Linked DNA regions of Cricetulus griseus: region 2 is linked to region 1. Evidence: chromatin contacts called from public Hi-C data. All regions are on one chromosome and are shown on one strand. Each heading gives the region's core, a stretch centred on a gene start, on an enhancer-like site or on the middle of the called end of the contact. The rest is flanking DNA. Distances are from core to core; before and after follow the strand shown. Region 1 holds the start of Kdm1a (lysine-specific histone demethylase 1A). Region 2 holds the start of Luzp1 (leucine zipper protein 1).

Region 1 (5,551 bases), core at 1,613-4,112:
TTATCTATTTTTAAGACAGAGTTTCTCTGTGTAACAGCCCTGGGTGTCCTGGAACTAGCTCTGTAGACCAGGCTGGCCTTGAACTCAAAAAGATCAACCTGCCCCTGCCTCCTGAGTGTTGGGATTAAGGCAAGAACCATTATGCCTGGCTTTAAAAGCTTTTTAAAATAAGGAAAAGGGATAAAAGTCAGACGTTTGAAGCAATAAACTCTGTATTGATAAATGAATATAAATAAAATGGGAGCTGGAGTACTTCAGTGATACAGTGCTTTGCCTACAGTGATGGTCAGTGTTCGTGGCTGAACCTAGCCTCATTGCTGGGGGACTTTTCTCAGTATGTTAATTGAAGCAGGAAGACTGGTCAGCTCTGGGTGGAGCCTTACCTGAAATCCCGGCCTGGAGAAGATGGAGAAAGGGAGCTGAACAGCACGTACATTCATCACTCTGCTTCCTGACTGTGGATTGGGGCGGCCAGCTTGTTCTAGTTATCGTGGCTCCCCTACCCTGATGGTGTACCTTGAACTGTAAACTAGTTCAGATTCACAGAGCCAGGAAGCAGACGTGTGGCGTGACGTGCTTACATTTTTGGACATGATGCATTTTATGACGGGAGAGCGGGGTTTAGCTAGCACCAGGCAGCCTTCCCCACATTACCAACCCTTCCCTAAATTGCTCTCATCTCTTCCCCACAAACTCCGTTCCCTCAATATAATTGTGTCACAGTCATTGATGTTGTTGATTTTGGTCAAGCCAATATACTTCACACATGAGACATATGTTGTACTGTGATTACTTGTTTTTTTTTTTTCTCACAAAGCTTTTTTTGTTAGAATTTTTTATTTGAATTAGAAACAAGATTGTTTTACATGTAAATCCCAATTCCCTCTCTCTCCTCTCCTCCCCTACCACCTCCCCAACTAAAACCCTACCTATCACATATCCTTTCTGCTCCCCCTGGAGGGTGAGGCCTTCCATAGGGCGTCATCAGAGTCTATCGTATCCTTTAGGATAGGGCCTAGGCCCACACCCATGTGTCTTGGCTCAGGGAGTATTCCTCTATGTGGAATGGGCTCCCAAGGTCCACACCTATGCTAGCGATAAGTACTGAACTACTACAGGAGGTCCCGTAGATTTCCGAGGTTTCCTCACTGAAACCCATGTTTCTGGGGTCTGGATCAGTCCCATGCTGGTATCCCAGCTATCAGTCTGGGGACCAAGAGATCCCCGATGTTCAGGTCAGCTGTTTCTGTGGGTTTCACCAGCCTGGTCTGGACCTCTGTGCTCGTCACTCGTCCTTCTCTGCATCTGGGTTCCAGTTCAGCTCAGTGATTAGTTGTGGGTGTCGGCTTCTACTTCCACCAGCTGCTGGATGAGGACTCTAGGATGGCATATAAGTCAGTCATCAATCTCATTATCAGGGGAGGGCATTTAAGGTAGCCTCTCCTCTGTTGCTTAGATTGTTAGCTGGTGTCATCTTTGTAGATCTCCAGACCTTTCCTTAGTGCCTGATTTCTCTGTAAACCTAAAATGTCTCCCTCTATTACGGTATCTCCATTCTTATTTTCTTCAATTCTTTGCCTGACTCAACCTTTCTGCTCGCTCATGTCTTCCTCACCCCTCCTCTCCTTCCCTTCTCATTCTCCTAGCTCCCTCCCCCCTCTTCCCGTGCTCCCAATTTGCTCAGGAGATCTTGTCCCTTTCCCCTTCTCCAGGGGACCAAGCATGTCTCTCTTAGGGTCCTCCTTGTTTCCTAGCTTCTCTGGCAGTGTGGATTCTCACAGAGCTTTTTAAAAAGGTCTGTTCATGTAGTTGAATTAGTTTTGGTGAATACTTACACCCCTGTAGATATTACCCTAATTGCACTATGGAATTTCTTCCCAGCAAATTCTTCTACTGTTTTGCAGTCAACTTTCCCACTGTGGAAGAATTAAACTACCTGTAAGAGGGTGCTGGACCTTAGTAGGCCCTGGAACCCTAACACAACTGACTTCATGGTGGAAAGCACCATTCAGGTTGTAAAACTCAGCACACAGACAGCACCATCTGCCAAAACTAAAACAAAGGCCTAATTCCATCAAAGTCCATAGCTCTGGGAAATGTAAACCTTGCTTTTTGGCATTTGTAGTTCTGCTTCTGGCTAACTGTTCTTGTTAACTGAAGCATGTCAACCCGGGACATGGTTTTTGTGCTTGAATGCTCACCCTGAGAAAGGCTCAGGGCTACAACTGAGATCCCAAACACCCAGTAGTTGCCAGCAGGCGGATAAAGATTTTTTATTAGCTTAAACTCACTTCTGAGCAGTCTTCCCTGGTGATTGTCCCTACAACATGACTCACACACAACTTCCCATACACCTCCACATCCCAGGAATAAAACACCCACCACCACCACATTAGAAAGGACTGACTTAGGTAGAAGAGGTGTTACAAGCCTGGAGATGAGGGACATGGAGGAGGCATGTGTGCGGCGGGGGTGTCTGTGAATGTAGACGGTGTGCTGACCCAAGAAACAAAATGAACAAGACTTGGTGGTAAGAGAGAGTCTACTTTGACTCAGGCCATGATTTCCTTATTTCTATTTTATTACTGTGGAAATCCGTGCATTCTTCATCCCCCCCACCCCCACCCCAGTCCAAACTGGGCGATTATGAAGTTAGTTCCCTAAAGTCCTCCAGTACTACGGATAACCCAGGGCCATACACATGCTAGGCAAGTGCTCTAAAGTTGAGTAACACAGCGTAGGATAATCAGGCGATCGTTAATTAAGTCATCCTTCTTGGTGTTCCCCTGTCTCAAGTTAGGCGGTGAGCTCTCTGTCAGCCACAACTCCATTAATTCAAACCTTGTGCGGCAGTTAGAATTAATGGTATTAGTTGACTTCCTACCGCAGGGGGCGCTCTCCGTCGGCCCGGCTCTCGGAGCGCCGGAGCTCCGCTCTAGCCTCCAGGACGCCGCTCTGTGGCTGCGAGGAGGCCCGGAGGGAGTGGGGGGAGCACCGCTGCGGCTTTTTGTCCTGACGCGGCGGGAGCGCGCGGGGCGCGTGCGCACGCGGAGGTGTCTGGCTTCTCACGGGTCGTGTGAGGTGCGGGGCGGGAAGGCTAGGCGGCTGCGGACCCACGGAGCGGCAGACCGAGCGGCCCCTGCGGCCCGCGGCGGCCAGGCGGCCCGAGATGTTGTCTGGGAAGAAGGCGGCGCGGCGGCGGCGGCAGCGGCGGCGGCGGCGGCAGCAGCGGCGGCGGCGGCGGCGGCGGCGGCGGCGGCTGGGACTGAGGCCGGGCCCGGATCGGCGAGCGGCGCCGAGAACGGCTCTGAGGTGGCCGCGCCAACCGCGGGCCTGGCGGGCTCCACCGACGTCGCCACGGGGGCGGCGGGCGAGCGCACGCCCCGAAAGAAGGAGCCTCCGCGGGCCTCGCCGCCCGGGGGCCTGGCCGAGCCTCCCGGATCCGCCGGGCCCCAGGCGGGGCCCACGGCCGGGCCCGGCTCCGCGACGCCCATGGAGACGGGAATAGCCGAGACCCCCGAGGGCCGACGGACCAGCCGGCGCAAGCGGGCGAAGGTGAGGCCAGGCCCAGCCGCTGGCTCCCGGGCCGGGAGTCGGGGCGGCGGGAGAGGGGAGGCCCGGCCTTTGTGCGGGGACCCGGGGTATGGGGCGCAGGAGGGTGTGACCGTGACTTCCGACTGGGAAAGATGGCTTCCCGACGCGTCGGTCCACCTGTGTGGCTGTTGTGCCCGGACATCGAGCGGCTTCTAGTCTGGGTGCACGCGGGAGCTGGAGGTGATGCTCCAGAGTCAAGGGACATGAGAAGGAAGGGGCTTTTTTTTTTCTTTGATTTTAAAAGGTATTGCTGTACGCCAGGTGTTTAAAAATTTTTTTTCCCCTCTCACAGTGGTCTTTGGCGTAGACTATTTAAAAAAACAAAACAAAACATTTATTTCTTGTCTGTGTGCGAGTGGAGATCATAGGACAACTCGCCTGAGTAGGTTTTTGTTCTTCCACCGTTCTCAGGAATCGAACCGAATTTGTCAGGCTTGGCGGCAAACGCTGTCGGAGGCCTCGGGTAGGCTTTTACAGATGTGGAAGCGGATGAAGAATGCTCATAGCAGTTGGTCACGGTACTAATGCAAAGATAAAGATTTGGCACCAAATCCAACACCATACAGATAACCTCTGTCTGACACCTCTGTGTGCCAGATGGTGCATTTGGCACACAGCCAACGTTTTCGTTTTGCCAAACATCACTGAACCGGTATTGTTAGCTTCATTTTAAGAATGAGTAAACTGAGGTTTACAGTTTAAAAGTTTGGTGTTTTGACAAGGTGTCATTTCGTTACTGAATCAAAGAGCACCTGGGGCAGTGATATTGCTAAGCATTGGCATGGCTTTACTGCACAGACTTTGGCGTTTTCTGGAGAGTTCCTAATCCGATAGAGAAAACTGGAAATACATGTGGGTATATAATGAATACATTAAGTAGTCTGGGGATGTAGCTGGATGGCACAGCATTTGCCTTGCATGATTGAGGCCCAGAGTTTCTGTCCACAGCACTGCAAATGAATATATCAATCAGTACTAGTGTTAAATAAAGGTCGACTTAGGTAATCTCTCCTTGAACTCCTGCTGTACTGGGGAACTGTATGTGCTAGACAGATTTTCTACCACTGTACTATATCCCCCTTTTATTTTGATGCTCAATTGTCCAGATTAAACCCTGAGTTTACTTTGTGGCCTAGACAGGGCTTGAATTTGTGATCCTCCTTTGTCAACCTCCCAAATGACTGGGATTCTGGGCCAGCCTCATTTTTGATCTGACTTCTTACTATGTTTCTCAGTTTGATCTCAAACTTACATAATCGACACATCCACTTAGGCTTGCAGAGTATACAGGATGACTGGTTTACACCATTTTGCCAGGCTGCTGTGTATCAAGTTGGTGGGATGAGGAGCATCTTGAGATGAGTGTTTGCAGAGAGCCCTCAGTTTCACCTACCTGCTCCATGCGCACTGCTTAGTAAAATGAGTTTGGAGGGCAGGGCACACTCCTTTAATCCCAGTACTCAGGAGGCAGAGGCAGGTGGATCTCTGTGAGTTCAAGACCAGCCTGATCTACAAGAGCTAGTTCCAGGACAGCTTCCAAAGCCACAGAGAAACCCTGTCTCGACTCTCCCTCTCCCCCCACCCCCACAAATGAGTTTGGAGGAAGGACTTTTTTGTATGCACTTTCATCAGAGCATGGATTAGAAAGGTGGGATACTGGGACTGGAATGGTTTCAGTACAGATGGAGGAGAGGAAGGGGATGAGGGAGGGTCAACCAAAACAAATTATGAATGAAAATGCTATAAGGAAACCGACCTAACATGTTTTTAACTCCCGTCCCCTCTAGAATCTTGTTTTTAACTTCCAAAGAAACTGCACGTGGGAAAGCAAAAGACACACAGTGGACACCGCTTCCAACGAGATAATTTGAACATATTTCAATCAGCCAGCATTATTTTTTGTTGTTGTTGTTTTGTGTGGGTTTCTGGTTTTTTTGTTTTGTTTTAGAGGCATTAA
Region 2 (5,551 bases), core at 1,596-4,095, 130 kb after region 1:
GATGTCCCTCCCTCTCTCCCAAAGAATAGCAAGCTGTCAGCTCTTGTGTCTTGTGTGCCTAAACTTGCACTTTCGCTTTCCCCCAGTGATATCTTCCTGCAATTTAATTTTTTTTAAAAAGCAGCACGTATTACTTTGTCATCAGAAAATAAGGCAATAAAAGCATATATAAAAAGAATGCTAACCAAGCTGGAGTTGGTTCACCTTTATTGGTTCGCAAACAGTAAATTACAGCACAATAATGAATGGGGCCAAGGGCAAAGTCTCATAGGAGTCATGGAAAGTGAGAGTGGAGAGGAATAAACCACCCTCCACCTGCCTGCTAGCCTCCAGATGACATGGTTTTCTGTCCTCACGTTCCAGGGCTCCCACCACCACATCCCTACCATGTCACTCATTCATTCTACAAGCACCAGACCCTTTTGCATAAACTAAGAATCACAAGGAGTGTTCTGCACCAACTGTCTCAGACGGTTATAGGAAGCCTTCATTGCTCTTTTTAGGTTAGGACGACAAGGCTTAGAGGTAAAGCAAGTCGGAGAGGCAAAGTTACTTACTTGGACCTAAACCAAGAGAGGTGAAAACCATTGGCTGAGTCCTTGAGGCTGGTAGACTCCTTGCCTAGTGTGCGCTTGGTTTTGAAAAGCATACTCAGCATAGCTCTCCACCTCCAAATGCGGAGGAGAGCTTGGAAAAGTCACTAAACTCTTCATCAACTCCCCCACCTCCTTAGGATAAAAACATATAAGGACACCTTTTGCAAATTAAGTGCTTTGTATGTTGTAGTGGGGGAAGAAATCCATTATCCCAGCCCTCTAGGGACTGGGTGTCACTCATCTCTGGCTCTCCTGCTGCTCTCCTCCATTAGTGTTTATCTCCAGGGCTGTCAGCGCATACTCAGGACCATCCTCTTGCACAAACCCCTCTCCACCCAGTCTGGGACCTCCTTGAAGACAGAAACGATGCTGATTCATTCCCGGTGCTTTTCTGCCCTTAATGCAGCGTCTGGCACGCATCTCTCCATTCCTTCACTCTTTCATTTCACGACAAATGGCTGAGTGTTTAACACATCAATGCTACACAGTCTGCCCTTTAGCAGAGGTCCCTGTCTTCCTGAACTTTGGGACTTCTGAGGAGGAGAGACAGGGCATCGAATACAATTGTTTAATGATATTAGTCACAAAGAATCAGGCCATATGCTGTGAGGGATAGAGGGATTCAGAGTGGGGAGTCTGGGAGAGCTGGCAGACTCCTGTAAGAGGACATGGCCCGGAAGCGCAGAGAAGCTAATGAACCTACTTAAGGTCACGCAGCTGGTAAGAGAGAAAGCTGGGGCTTAAGTTGGAGAATGACTGATTCCAACGACCATGCTATGCTAAAAAACACCGCCCTTGTATGTCCTCCATTTTTTTCGGGGATCAAGGTCTGCCGGTCACAGTAGCCTCTAGGTCCAGAACTGTCTTTGAGGTCTCCACCATCAAGAAACTAAATCTCCGGGAGCAAGAACAAAGTTAAGACTAAAAAAGACACCCGGAGTCTAACACCAGCGGGTCCAGCAATTCCTAGCGGTGCTGCGGACCACTCACCTACACACCCTCAGCATGTCGCCCCCTCCAAGAGCGCCCTGGGCCCGAGCCCTCCCTCCCTGCGCCTTGGCAGGCGCAGTGGCGCCTGCAGGATCCCGGCCACGCGGCTGCCGCACTGGCGCAGGGCTGGGGCTGCGGCAAGGGGCGCGCTGCGGCGGTGACAGCTCTCTGCAGCCTGGGACGCCGCGATGCTACAGCTCCGGCTTTTCCCACCCACGGGCAGGGCGTTCCCGCCAGCCCGCTTCCTGCAGCCGAAGGCCGGGGCGGAGGGCCCCGGGGCCTGGCAGGCCGGGTTCCTGGCTTTCTCTGCGTTTCCTGAGCCGGACGACCGGGGGATGGGACCCGCGGCGCAAAGCTCCTTCCCCGGAACGCGGCCAGGAAGCCGCGTCCTTGTGAACTCCGGGTCCTCCTCTGCCGGGAACGCGCCGGTGGGTGGGGGAGAGGGGGCGTGCGGTGACAGTCCTTGCACCGCGACGGGAGGCCACACATTTATCCCAGGGAGGCAGAGCCCACAGTGCGGCCAGATTCCAACCCCCTGAGGTCAGTCTGTTAACTCCATCCTTCAGATGAGAACACTGAGGCTGACAAAGGAGGGGCAAGCGCCAGGTTGCGTGGAGATCAGAGGACCGCTTAGAGGATGCCATTCTAACTCAAGTCGTCCTGCTTATCATAAGAGACTTTACCCACTGGGCCAGGAATCTGACAACCAGAGATCCTGTGGGTTCTTCATCATACAGCTATGTAACTCAGCTAGGAATTTGACTCCAGGCTCCCGTTTCCAGACCTCAGGCCATTCCATTCATTACACTGCCTCCCAGCTCTAGTTCAGTAACCCGGAAGGCTAAAACCTTACCTCATTTCTTATGAGTCCCCCAGATGCCCACGGCACACAGCAGTTAACTCGAAGAAGACTATGGAACCTGGAATCCAAGCTAAAACTTTCCACAACCTTAAAAACTAGTGAAAATTCAACCTCTCTTGGACTTTTTCTGATCATGGCGTTCTCCATATTTTCTTCCCTTGTGAACAAAAGTCTGGTTTAAACTGCAAATGTAAAGCCAGTAAGTAAATGGCTCATCCCACTCAAACATAAGGACCTGACTTGCTCACGCCAGCACCCAGAAAAAAAGCTGGCTGTACACCTTGAGTTCAAGGCCAACCTGGTCTACAAAGCTATTCCAGTACAGCTAGGGCTACACAGAGAAACCCTGTTTCAAAAAACAAACAAAAACGACAACGATTACTACAACAAAAAGGCTGGGTGTGACTGCCTGAACCTGGAATGCTATCACCAGGAAGTAGAGACAAACAGATTCCTGAAGCTCATTGGCTAATCTGCCTAGCTAAACCAATGAGCTTCAGTTTCACTGAGAGACCCTAGCTCTAAAAATAGTGACTGAGTGACTGAGGAGGGATGTTGACTTTTGGCCTCATATGTATGTACACACAACAAACACAATTTTTTGTTTGTTTGTTTTTTGGAGACAGGGTTTCTCTGTGTAGCTTTGGTGCCTATCCTGGCACTCGCTCTGGAGACCAGGCTGGCCTCGAACTCACAGCGATCCGCCTGCCTCGAGTGCTGGGATTAAAGGCGTGTGCCACCAATGCCCGGCAACAAACACAATTTTTTAAAAAATGTAAATGTGTGTGTGTGTGTGTGTGTGTGTGTGTGTGTGTGTGTGTGTGTGTGTGTGTGTACCTGAGTGCAGGTGTCTTAAGGAGAACAGGTGAGGATGTCAGATTTCCTGGAGCTATAGTTACAGATTTTTGTAAGATGCCATGTAGGTGCTGGGAACTGAACCCGGGTTCTCTTCAAGAGCAGCCAGTGCTCTAACTACTGAGCCAACTCTCTAAGCTCTCCGCCACCCCACCCCACCCTTATTCTTTTGAGACAGGCTCTTTCCCTGACCCTAAAGCTCACTGAATCAGATAGGCTGGCTGGCCAATAAGCTCCAAAGATCCATTTCCCCAGTACTGAGATTACAGTGACACAAACATTTTTATCTCCCGAGCCATCTCCTCATCCCTAAATGCCTCTTTTACCCATGTTTCCTCACAAACAAGGCCAGCCCATTTTCCTTCTTGTGGCCAGTCTACATCCATATATAGAGGAGCTGGACCTGTGTCAGTTATTCATTAAAGAGGCCTCCCCTCCATGTTTAGAGCTGTTTCAGAGGAAAGCAGCCCAGACTACATTTTTCCAGCCCTTCTTGCAATTGCAATGTGATTCCTTTCTGCCAATCAGACAGTGGCAAGGATGACGTGGCGCCCCATCCAGGCCAACGAACGTGGTTAAGAAGTATGCATGTGCTCTCCCATCTGCCAATTGGATGTCAACACCAGGGTGACCTTGGAAGCCACATATTGAACGTGGCAGAGCCTGAGTCAATCTGGGTTTTACTCCATCCCTACACTGGCCAGGGAGTACATTTGAAAGAGCGTCATTTTTCTACCTTTTCAAATGGAAGTGTACTGTGTGGAAGTGCATGTGTGGGTGTCCGTAGAGAGCCCTAAGACTGATGTCGTGTATCTTTCTTCATCACTCTCCACCTGAAGAATTGAGGCAGGGTCCCCCACTGGACCCAGGGCTCACTGGTTTTGCTACTCTAACTCTCTGGCTTGCTCCGGAGATTCCATCTCCTCTTCCATGCCCTGGGATTCTAGTTGGGCTGGGTTTGGGGAGGATCCAAACTCCAATCCTCAGGCATGTGACAAGCGCTTCACCCACTGAGCCACTGGAAGAGCCTCTGTTTAGTTAGGCACTGAGAAGTCAGGGCTGCTCTCTGTAGCTCTAGCATCCTTTCATGGACACAGGGTTAGCTTGGTTTACTGTTCTCTCCACTGGAAGACACTCATCTTGCAGACTGTGACCAGCCGCCTCAGCTGGTTAGGTCTCTATTCATCCCATAAATGCCTTATGTCCTGCTGATTCCAAAAGAGGTGGAGGTGGTTTCCGCTGCAGCCTAAAGACCATTTGATCAATAATTAAAGAGTAGGAATCAAGGAGTAATGAAAGCCTGGGCAGAAGGCCAGAGGAGAAGGAAGGAAGAAACATGAAAATATGACTACAGTGGCAAGGTGATGGAAAGTTTTCTAAGGACAGAGACTGTGGTCTAACCCAAACGGTGCTGAGTTTCCTGGTGACTGCCTGGAAACTTTCCTGGTTTGCTTTGACTGAAGCAAAGAAGGAAACAGGATGTGTTTCGAATTGTATAGGAAGTAGTAAACGTGATTAAGTGCACAGGCCCAGGAGACAATATTATGTTAATTAACACACACACACAAACACACACACACACCGTGCTGAAGACTGAATTTAGAGCCTTCTGCCTACTAGACAAATTCCCTATCATTAAGCTATGTTATTCTGAAACCCAACTCTCCTACATACTAGTCACATGACCCTAAGCAATTCTTTTTTTCTTCATCTTTTTGGGGGGGTTGGTATTTTCAAGACAGGGTTTCTCTGTGTAGCTTTGGAGCCTATCCTGGCATTCACTCTGGAGACCAGGCTGGCCTCGAACCCTAAACAATTCTTGAATTCTCTGTTCTTCGGGGTCATTTGGGAAAATGAAACGAGTGAAGTAAGTGGTGTGCAGCTCTTAGAGAAGGCCAGGCATGAGGTAAATTGCATATAAGAATTCACTAGTGGGCTGGTAACATGAATCTAATGTGTGCACCTGAGGCTCTGGGTTCCATTTCCAGGACCTCCCCATCCTGCCCAAAGAAGTGTTGCTTTGATATGACTGGAAGAATCCAGGCCATCGGTTTGGGAGAAGCTCATGTCTCCCTGCCCTAAATTCTCCCCAGCAGATGTCATACAAATACAGTGGTCGGTCCCACCAAGCTGACAACTGTTGTACCTTTTGGCCTACTCCTGCTCACTGGATAATTCTAGGTGCTGGGGGAAACTTGAACTCTAAGCACACAGACCTATCCATAGGCCAAGTAAAGGTAGATCCATA

The links. A called contact is a pair of places that touch in the nucleus more often than the background predicts.
Region 2: a contact with region 1 is called in a Hi-C map of the CHO-K1 cell line, with 2.0 times the contacts expected there. The contact joins the promoter of Luzp1 here to the promoter of Kdm1a in region 1. A contact is called at or near these places in 3 of 8 Hi-C or Micro-C datasets (the CHO-K1 cell line and fibroblasts).

Annotation. Positions count from the first base shown.
Region 1 is chr2:16,711,816-16,717,366 of CriGri-PICRH-1.0, forward strand. Kdm1a (lysine-specific histone demethylase 1A) reads left to right here and starts at 2,863. Exons shown (of 20, transcript XM_027399742.2): 1 at 2,863-3,555. The coding sequence starts at 2,863.
Region 2 is chr2:16,846,108-16,851,658 of CriGri-PICRH-1.0, forward strand. Luzp1 (leucine zipper protein 1) reads right to left here and starts at 2,846. Exons shown (of 5, transcript XM_027399741.2): 1 at 2,440-2,846.